Linked DNA regions of Oryzias latipes: region 1 is linked to region 2. A link is a contact called in public Hi-C data. All regions are on one chromosome and are shown on one strand. Each heading gives the region's core, a stretch centred on a gene start, on an enhancer-like site or on the middle of the called end of the contact. The rest is flanking DNA. Distances are from core to core; before and after follow the strand shown. Region 1 holds the start of LOC111948736 (zinc finger protein 135-like). Region 2 holds the start of pygb (glycogen phosphorylase, brain form).

Evidence for each region. Hi-C and Micro-C count contacts between places; a contact is called where the count stands out from the background.
Region 1: a Hi-C map of embryo shows a contact between it and region 2, with 11 times the contacts expected there. The contact joins the promoter of LOC111948736 here to the promoter of pygb in region 2. A contact is called at or near these places in 3 of 5 Hi-C or Micro-C datasets (embryo and gastrula embryo).

What each region holds. Positions count from the first base shown.
Region 1 is chr15:12,954,040-12,957,748 of ASM223467v1, forward strand. It overlaps LOC111948736 (zinc finger protein 135-like), which reads left to right and starts at 2,362. Exons shown (of 3, transcript XM_023963075.1): 1 at 2,362-2,505; 2 at 3,411-3,709. The coding sequence starts at 3,444.
Region 2 is chr15:12,549,138-12,553,323 of ASM223467v1, forward strand. It overlaps pygb (glycogen phosphorylase, brain form), which reads right to left and starts at 2,815. Exons shown (of 20, transcript XM_011484217.3): 1 at 2,066-2,815; 2 at 1,465-1,566; 3 at 1,238-1,316; 4 at 966-1,069; 5 at 768-899; 6 at 476-587; 7 at 320-402; 8 at 88-231. The coding sequence starts at 2,308.

The sequences.
Region 1 (3,709 bases), core at 1,112-3,611, 400 kb after region 2:
AGATGTCCTGCAGGAACTGCAGTTCCTGAGACAAGAAATGGCTATTCTGAAAGAGGAAAAATCTTATCTGAAGACCAACCACAAGCTGGTTTGCAAAACACTAGAAAGTCTTCATTGAGAAAACATCCAATTAAAGAGAGAAGTTAAAGACTCTGCCATCCCCATTGATGTTAAAACCCTGAGGGAGCAGCTGAAAGCGCTGCAGGACCAGACAGACATGACCAAGATGAAGTCTCTGGAAGGTGTTGGAGAAAATGACAATTATGTCCAACTGAAAGAAAAACTGCAGGTTTCCCAATCCGAAAACACCAGCCTTCGAAAAGCAAACCAGGAGCTGCTTTTTCAGTTTCAACTCCAGAGTAGAAAAATCCAGGAGCAGAGCCAGGAAATTCTTGACTCCCAAGTTGAACACCTCTCCACCAAACAGGAGAACCTGGACATGGTTTGTGGACGAGAACATCTGCAACTGGAAAACTGCGAGCTCAAAAGGAAGCTCAGAGACTTTGCTAATGGGACTATAACTTTAACAATTCAATTCATTTTCAATGTAACAGCTTCTTTTTAACGAGCAAACGTTATAATGATAATAATAGTAATAATAATAATAATTATTAAATAATACATATTTATAGTGAAATAATTTAGAAAAAGTTTTTTAAACATTTGTTTTTACTTATTTATTAAGTATTTTTGAAAAAAGTATTTTAACCTCTTTGCAAGTTTAATAATCAGTTGGTATTTTATTCAAATTAATTTACACTAGGTATGAGTGTCGTGTATTGTGTTATGCTCTGTCAATTTGTCAATAAAGTTTATAAAAAAGTTTACATTTTTGTAAATGGTTTTATTTTTCATTATTATTGTTTTGCAAAACTTATTTAAACTGCAGTTTTAAAATGTTTCAAAACCTACGAAACGTCAGTAGCGACATCTTCTGAATCTTTACGACAGCGAGCAATAATTTTTGACTTTCAACTTCATGAGCTGACCAATGAGGGGCGGGCTGCGCCGTCCATTAGCCAATCAGCAGTAAGGAGAGGAGGCGGGCCACGCAGCTGCAGCGTCTGTGCCGCAGCAGCGTCTTGCCGCTCCGCTCCGCAGCAGTGTCGTCGCCCTCCAGCTTCAGTTGAGATTTAACAGCGGTACCGACCCACGACATCAGACGGTACCGAACCAAACCAAACCGTTTCAGGCTGAATTGTTGGTGTCTACGAACAGCGGGGACTGTGGCACTGGAAGGGAACGCGGGCGGCTTAGTGCGCAGGCGCATTCTAAGTGTAATTGCTCGAAACTGGAACCAGTGTCTACGGGGCGGAAGTGAGCGTTCGGCACCGGCAAAGGCTTGGAACCAACCGAGGACTCAAGAGGCGGACTGCGACACAGAGACCCGGATACCTACCGCTGCCCCTCCCTTCCACAGGTCCACTGATTTCCCTTCTCTCCTCCTGACCGTCCTCCATCACTTACCCTCCTCCTCAGCTCATTGTGTTCGGGCCGGAGTTGACTCCGACTGGCCCTGAGTGAGCAGATCAAACAGGAAGTTCAGGTGATTTTTGCTGCTGCACGTCATATCAATCAGATCACAACCAAGGCACAGCTCCTTTATAATTGATGAGTTTCGTCAGAAGACTAAACTGCAGCGGCACTGTCTCTGCTCTGATGGTGGCTATTTAACATAATCATGTGGATTTAAAGAAATCACAGTTCTGGTCTTTATGGGTCCGGTGACAGAACTTGACCGCAGCTGATCCACCACACCGACACAGAATGAGAGATTCCCGGGAAAAACACGAATCCGTTCAAAGGTTTCTGGTTCACTGATCAACCGGCATCACCACAGAAACCCCCCCTCAGGTGTAACGTGAAACTCGCCTGGCCGGTTCACGTAGGTGAACGGGAGATTGCTGCATCAGGCAAAAATAAAATTCCTTTATCAAGGGAAATGTGTAACTTTCCATTTAAACTATTTTTTAAATGTATTTGTTTTTCCAATTTGACTGCATTTTTGTTTGTTAAGGTCACTGTGAGCTTCATTGAACGTCCTCTGGTGTTTTGGGAAGTGTGCACTTCTATTTTACTAATTTTTTCTCTGTTTGTAGAAATGTTAAATTCTATTTGTAGCTTGAAACAATTTTTTTGGTGCATTTTCAGGTCTGTTGTATTTTTCCCATTTTTTCGTGCTTTTATTTTCTAGTTTCAGTTTAAAATTGCGTGATCGTATTGTGAAAGGCAATCTTCCGTCTTTCCGGTGTTCGCGACCATTTAATCCTTTCCCACAATGCTTTGTGTCCACGTCCTCAGCTTCCTGAGCATTGTGACGTCCGCGGTGGTTCCGCCGCGCCTGTGTCTCGGTAAGTGACCGAACCGGGCTACGGTTCGGCGGCCCACTCTTTTATTTTGGCAGCTATCGTTGCTTCCTCTCCGCTGACAGCCGGAACTCCGCAGCAGGAACCTCCATTTTCCTGTCGCGCGCCCCGCCGTACGCTGGACGCCGCCCAGCCGCAGGTTCGGTCCGTCTTTGCGCAAAAAAACCCCGCGAGGGTTTCGGCCGGCAGATAGATGCCGAGCGCGCGAGCTGCACACTGGGGTGAGGGGCTCGGGATGATGGATGTCCCGGCGGCTCCTTCTGCGGCTGCGCGGTTACCGAGGATAGGCGGTTTACCTCACCGATTCGGTAGTGAACCCGCGCGGCTGAGGCACCAGTCGGGCTTGTGAATCATTGCGATAAAGGGGTTCGGTGCGTGTTTTTACAGACGGATGTCACGTGACGCTACAAGGCGATCAGTCCATTTCGGTGACGTCACTGACCACAGTGAATAACTGCCAGCTGTGAGGAACCTCCTATTCTGCATTGGTTCTGGTCTCTGCCGCTCCTGTGATCTATAATAGAACCGGTCCATGGTAAAGTTCTGTTGGGGGATCCGTCAGCTGTGCTTCAGTGTCCTGCTGTAACTTGATTCCATTGTTTCCTCTACAGTACGCTGTTGGAAATCTTTCTGCTGGCCTTTCCAGTATTCTTTATGGTTACGGTCGACCCAAACTAATATTTCTTTCCAGAGGCATCGACACATGTTGATGTTCTCTGTATTGCTTCCTGTTTCTTCGGATGGCTCTGTCTGAGTCCCATGCAGACCACAGTTCTGATGAGACAAAACATCCTTCATCCTTAGTTGCAGAGCCTAGTGAGCCGGCGGGATGTGTGCCTACTGATCTCCCAGGTGAAGGTTCTGGAGAATTAGAGTCTTGTCCAGACTCAAGCAACAGGATAGAAGCAGCTGTCTGGTTTTGTTGGTCCAACTTTAGTGTTCAGGTTTCTGACCTAGTTCGCCTGTTTCCGGTTCTGCGTTGGTCCTGTTGGACCGTCCGAACCTGTCTGATCATTGATCAATGACCAATGTGCTTTCCCGCAGGTTGCAGCTCTTCAGCCCCTTGGCCCGTGCAGGATGGAGGACTCTGAGGTGGAGCTGGCGGTTTCGGAGTCAGATGCTCTGGGCGCAGACTTCATCACAGTGGAGCTGGACACGCAGCCCATTGAGTACGTGGTGAAGTGGGCGGAGGTGGGCTCCAAGTTCACCATCTCTTGCGTGAAGAAGGACTCAGACGATCCAGGAGACCTGACGGCCGAGCAGCTGAAGATCGAGACGGACGAGGCCTTCTTTGCGCCGTACGAGGAGGTGTACCCCTGTGAGGTGACGGAGCAGAGCGTAGA
Region 2 (4,186 bases), core at 1,565-4,064:
CCAAAGAGCTCAGACTATATCAAGGTTCAAAACCTTTTTCCAGTTTAAATTGTTGCACCAAAGCTTTCGTCTTCCTCGGTTTCTCACCTTGTCAGGAAATGTTTCGAAGGACGTGCGGACCGGCTCTCTGGAGCCAAACTTCGAAGACTTGAACCTGCGGATGATGTCCTGCAGCGTGGCGGCCACCACAAAATACTCCTGCTTCAGGCGAAGCTCTTTCCCCTCAAAAAACTGCACACAGACACACACAAGTCACACACATCCAGCAGCTGTGCGCATTTCTCTGCTCTGACATCACGTTTGTTGTGCAATCACTCACGTTGTCGTTAGGATACAGAACCCTGGAGATGTTCTCAGCCAGGTTCCGGTCCAGAACGGCTTGAATGTAATCTCCAACGTTAACTAGAGAAAGCGGAGGTCAATCTACAGGCCGGCCAACGTCTGCGTGCATGCACACAACTCTAATCAGACTCACAGTTCTGCAGGTTAAAGTCGTCAGGCGCTTTAGCCGACCAGAGCCTCATGGTGTTGACCGTGTTGTTATGGTAACCAGGGACTGGAGTGTCGTAGGGCATCGCTAGTACCACCTGGACACAACAGCTGGAATTTTATTTTCTTTTGCTTATTCCCATGAAAAAACATATAATTCTGAAGAACCATCTATTATCTCAGGGCTGCTTTCTCAAGATCCGGTGTGTCTGCATGATTTCCTGCCATTCTTGCTCTGCTCACCTGGATCAGGTGCGTTCCCCTGCCTCACCCCATACCTGCGTGTCAGTCCACTGCATCCCGCTCTCCGTCGCCTGCACTCGACCATAGAAGTGAACCGGCAGCATGTACTCGGGCCTCGCCTTCTCCCAGGGGTTTCCATATCGCAGCCAATCATCTGCCTCTTCTACCTAAAGGGCGGACCACTGTAGCAGCTCAACAGCACAACAACACATCAATCATGTGGGCCGGCCTACCTGCCATCCATTGCAGATTTTCTGATTGAAGATCCCAAACTCGTAGCGAATCCCGTATCCGTACGCAGCCAAACCGAGAGTCGCCATGGAGTCCAGGAAACAAGCTGCAGCATGCAGAAAGAGGCGGAGCCAATACAAAATGTGACATAAACTTGAATTAAAATTCTGTAAAAGAATTTACTTTTACTGAACTGAACAGCTTTGCTTATAGATTTAGTTTTCCTTAGCTTTGAGCAGGTTTCTGATCTGGTTCTTAGCAGGTAAAGACTCACCTGCCAGGCGGCCAAGTCCACCATTTCCCAGACCAGCATCCTCTTCAATCTCTTCCAACTCTTCAAGGTCCAAACCCAGCTGCGCCCACACACACGCGCAGGGGACGGTTGTTATAAAAACAGAGGAGCCCAAGAATGGATCCAAAAGACAAAGATCAACAGAGATGAATAACAAGTGCACACACATATATACATATGCAAATACAGGTGCACAGGCGAGTTGGTACCTGGTAAATGGCTTCATCGCAGGCGTTCTGCAGGCCCAGATTGATCATAGTGTTCTGCAGAGCTCGCCCCATGTAAAACTCCAGGGACAAGTAGTAGACCCTCTGTAGACAACAGCAGACCGTCAACCTGCATTTTTCTTCTGCTCCTGATTCACAGCTATTTGAATAAAGAACTACTCATAAATGAAATTTTAAATGGAATCTGTATCTATGTCCTCCATCCTCTCATAAATGCGAAACACACCAAAAACATGATTTTCCTGGAGTAGGTCTCTAAGGAAAAATGCTTCATTCTAAGTTAGGACCTCCTCTAGAACAGCATCAGTTGCCATGGCAACAGCAGAGAAGCTACTGCACACCGGCTGCTGTTTCAGCAGATCCATCAATCCTGATCCTGAACTTGATTTATTGTCAGACCGACAGAACTACTGGGGTTGAAAAACAAAACAACGTTTGACAATAGCGAACTTCTGATTTTTTTTTTTTTTTTTGTAGTTAACATTTTTTCTTCATCATGTGTGTAATCTCGATGTAAACGCCCATATGACTTGGACCTTCAGCGTTCAAGCTCACGAAAACTTCCGGGACCAGCCGAATGTACCTTCGGGTCCTTTTCGTAGTAGTTCTGCTGGGTTCGTATCCATCGGCCCACCACGTGGTCCCGGACCGTGTGGGCCAGGGCAAAGTAGTAGTCGCGGGGCGTGGCCACATTCCGGTCCTTCACGAGCGTGAAGTGCAGGTGTCGATTAAAAGTCCGTTTGATCTCCGTCACGTCCGCGAGCCCCGCGATCCCGCGCACGCTGATCTGCTTCCGCCTCTCGTGGTCTGTCACCGGCGCCGCCATATTGGCACTTCCAATTGGAGGGGGTAAGACACGAAGGAGGCTGCAGTAGAGCGCACCCGACAGGTGAAGCGAGGGGACCCCGGCGCCCCGCCCTCCGCATAACTTGGAGAAAAGAATGCGTGGCCTACACGGAACGAGAGGTTCAAATTTTCACGGAGGGATCGACCAATAAAAAGTTTCACAAAGAACTGGAATGATAAACAGGAGGTCTCACTTTGATTTTTTTTTTGGTCGTGCACAAAGGGGAATAGAAAGAACTGTCTCGGTCTGGCACCTGCGACAGACTGGCCAGCTTTCCAGGATGTCCCCTGCCTTCGCCCACAAGTACCGTGCCCCCGAACGGGACAAAACGGGTTTAGAAGATGAATGAATGAATGCCTCGGTCTGTCTTCAAACTCAAACAGTGTCTTAGTGCCACCCAGTGGTCTTATAAAAATAAAAATTGCACTCTCCCCCATGGTTTTGAACAACAAAAACTACAATATTTTGTTTTATGGCGGATGGCACACAGCGTTGAGGTGCATTACCACCTATTGCTTCTCCTGCTCAGGCTGCTCCATCTTCTGCTCCTGAACCCACAGGTATGTGTGACTTGCTCTACAACTCTGAGTTGAAACAGATGAGCCATTTCCAGAATAAGTTGTTCTATTTAGCATTTTTCAATCACTTACCTCATCAACTGCTACACTAATGTGATATTAAATGTTGTGACTCTAAACTCTGAAAAAGAGGTCATCAAGCTCTTGAAGGGTTTGGGAGTGGCTCTTAAAAAAGGCATTGTGGGTCAGTCCTTGGAGGACATGACACAGGACCAGATTCTGTTGGCTTCCACGCCACGGCTCCCTCTGCAGAGAAGTGGACCATGAAGGGGTCTGTCACTCGGAAGACTTCATTGGACGAGTTGTTGGTAGAAGCCTGTCCCAGCCCGTGCAACAGCTGGACCGAAACTCCCTCGTTGCAGATGCTTGTTGTGCTGAGGACCTGATCAGAAACATAGAAAGAAGTATCCGGGACCTCGTTCTTTAAAGATGTTCTGAACCGCTCTTAGTCTGACTCGTTACTATAGGACCTGTCTGCCATGGGAGACCCTAACAAGGGTGTCATCTCCAGACAGCTTAGCTCCTAGGATCACTGGAGCACGCAAACCCCTCCACCAAGGTGGCGGTTCACGGAGGGGAGTTTTTTGTTGTTGTTTTTTTAGTACATATAAGGAATATATTTCTTAAAACACATTTTTACACAGTTTCACACATTTACAGTTTTATACATGAGGGATATCAGCTTTATGTCCACAATAAAGACCCAGAGGACAATAAAGACCATAGTCCAGGTTGATGGATAGGATGAAGGGGGAGGGAGTGCAGAGGATGAAGAAGCCACCAAATGGTTCCCAAGCGCAGCTGTGTCTGTAGCTCATTGCTCCCCCAGGGGATGGGTCAAATGCAGAGGACAAATGTCACACACCTAGGTGTGTGACAGATAATGGGACTTTAATTTGTTGGTATTCCAAGAAGTTATTTATTCCATGTTTTTCTTGTAGTTCCTGGAGTGTTATGAATCTTCTATCAATAATGAAGTGCTCTAGTAGTGTAACGCCCCCTGCTTGCCAAGCTGGGAAGTGTAACATTTTTTTGTTCAAAAGGATGTCTGGGTTATTCCAGATGGGTCTCATTTTGCACAGTAAAAGTAAAGAGTTTGACACTTTGAGAAATTCCTACCAGGCTGTTAAAGTGGCATTTATATTACTACTTTGGAAGCAGTCCTGTTTTTTAACTGTTTGGCTAGTAAACGGTTGATCTGACAGGTTGATCTTTCCACATAACGCCTGTTCCAAGTCCATCCACACACAATTCTGACAATGTCAGTTACACATCACTA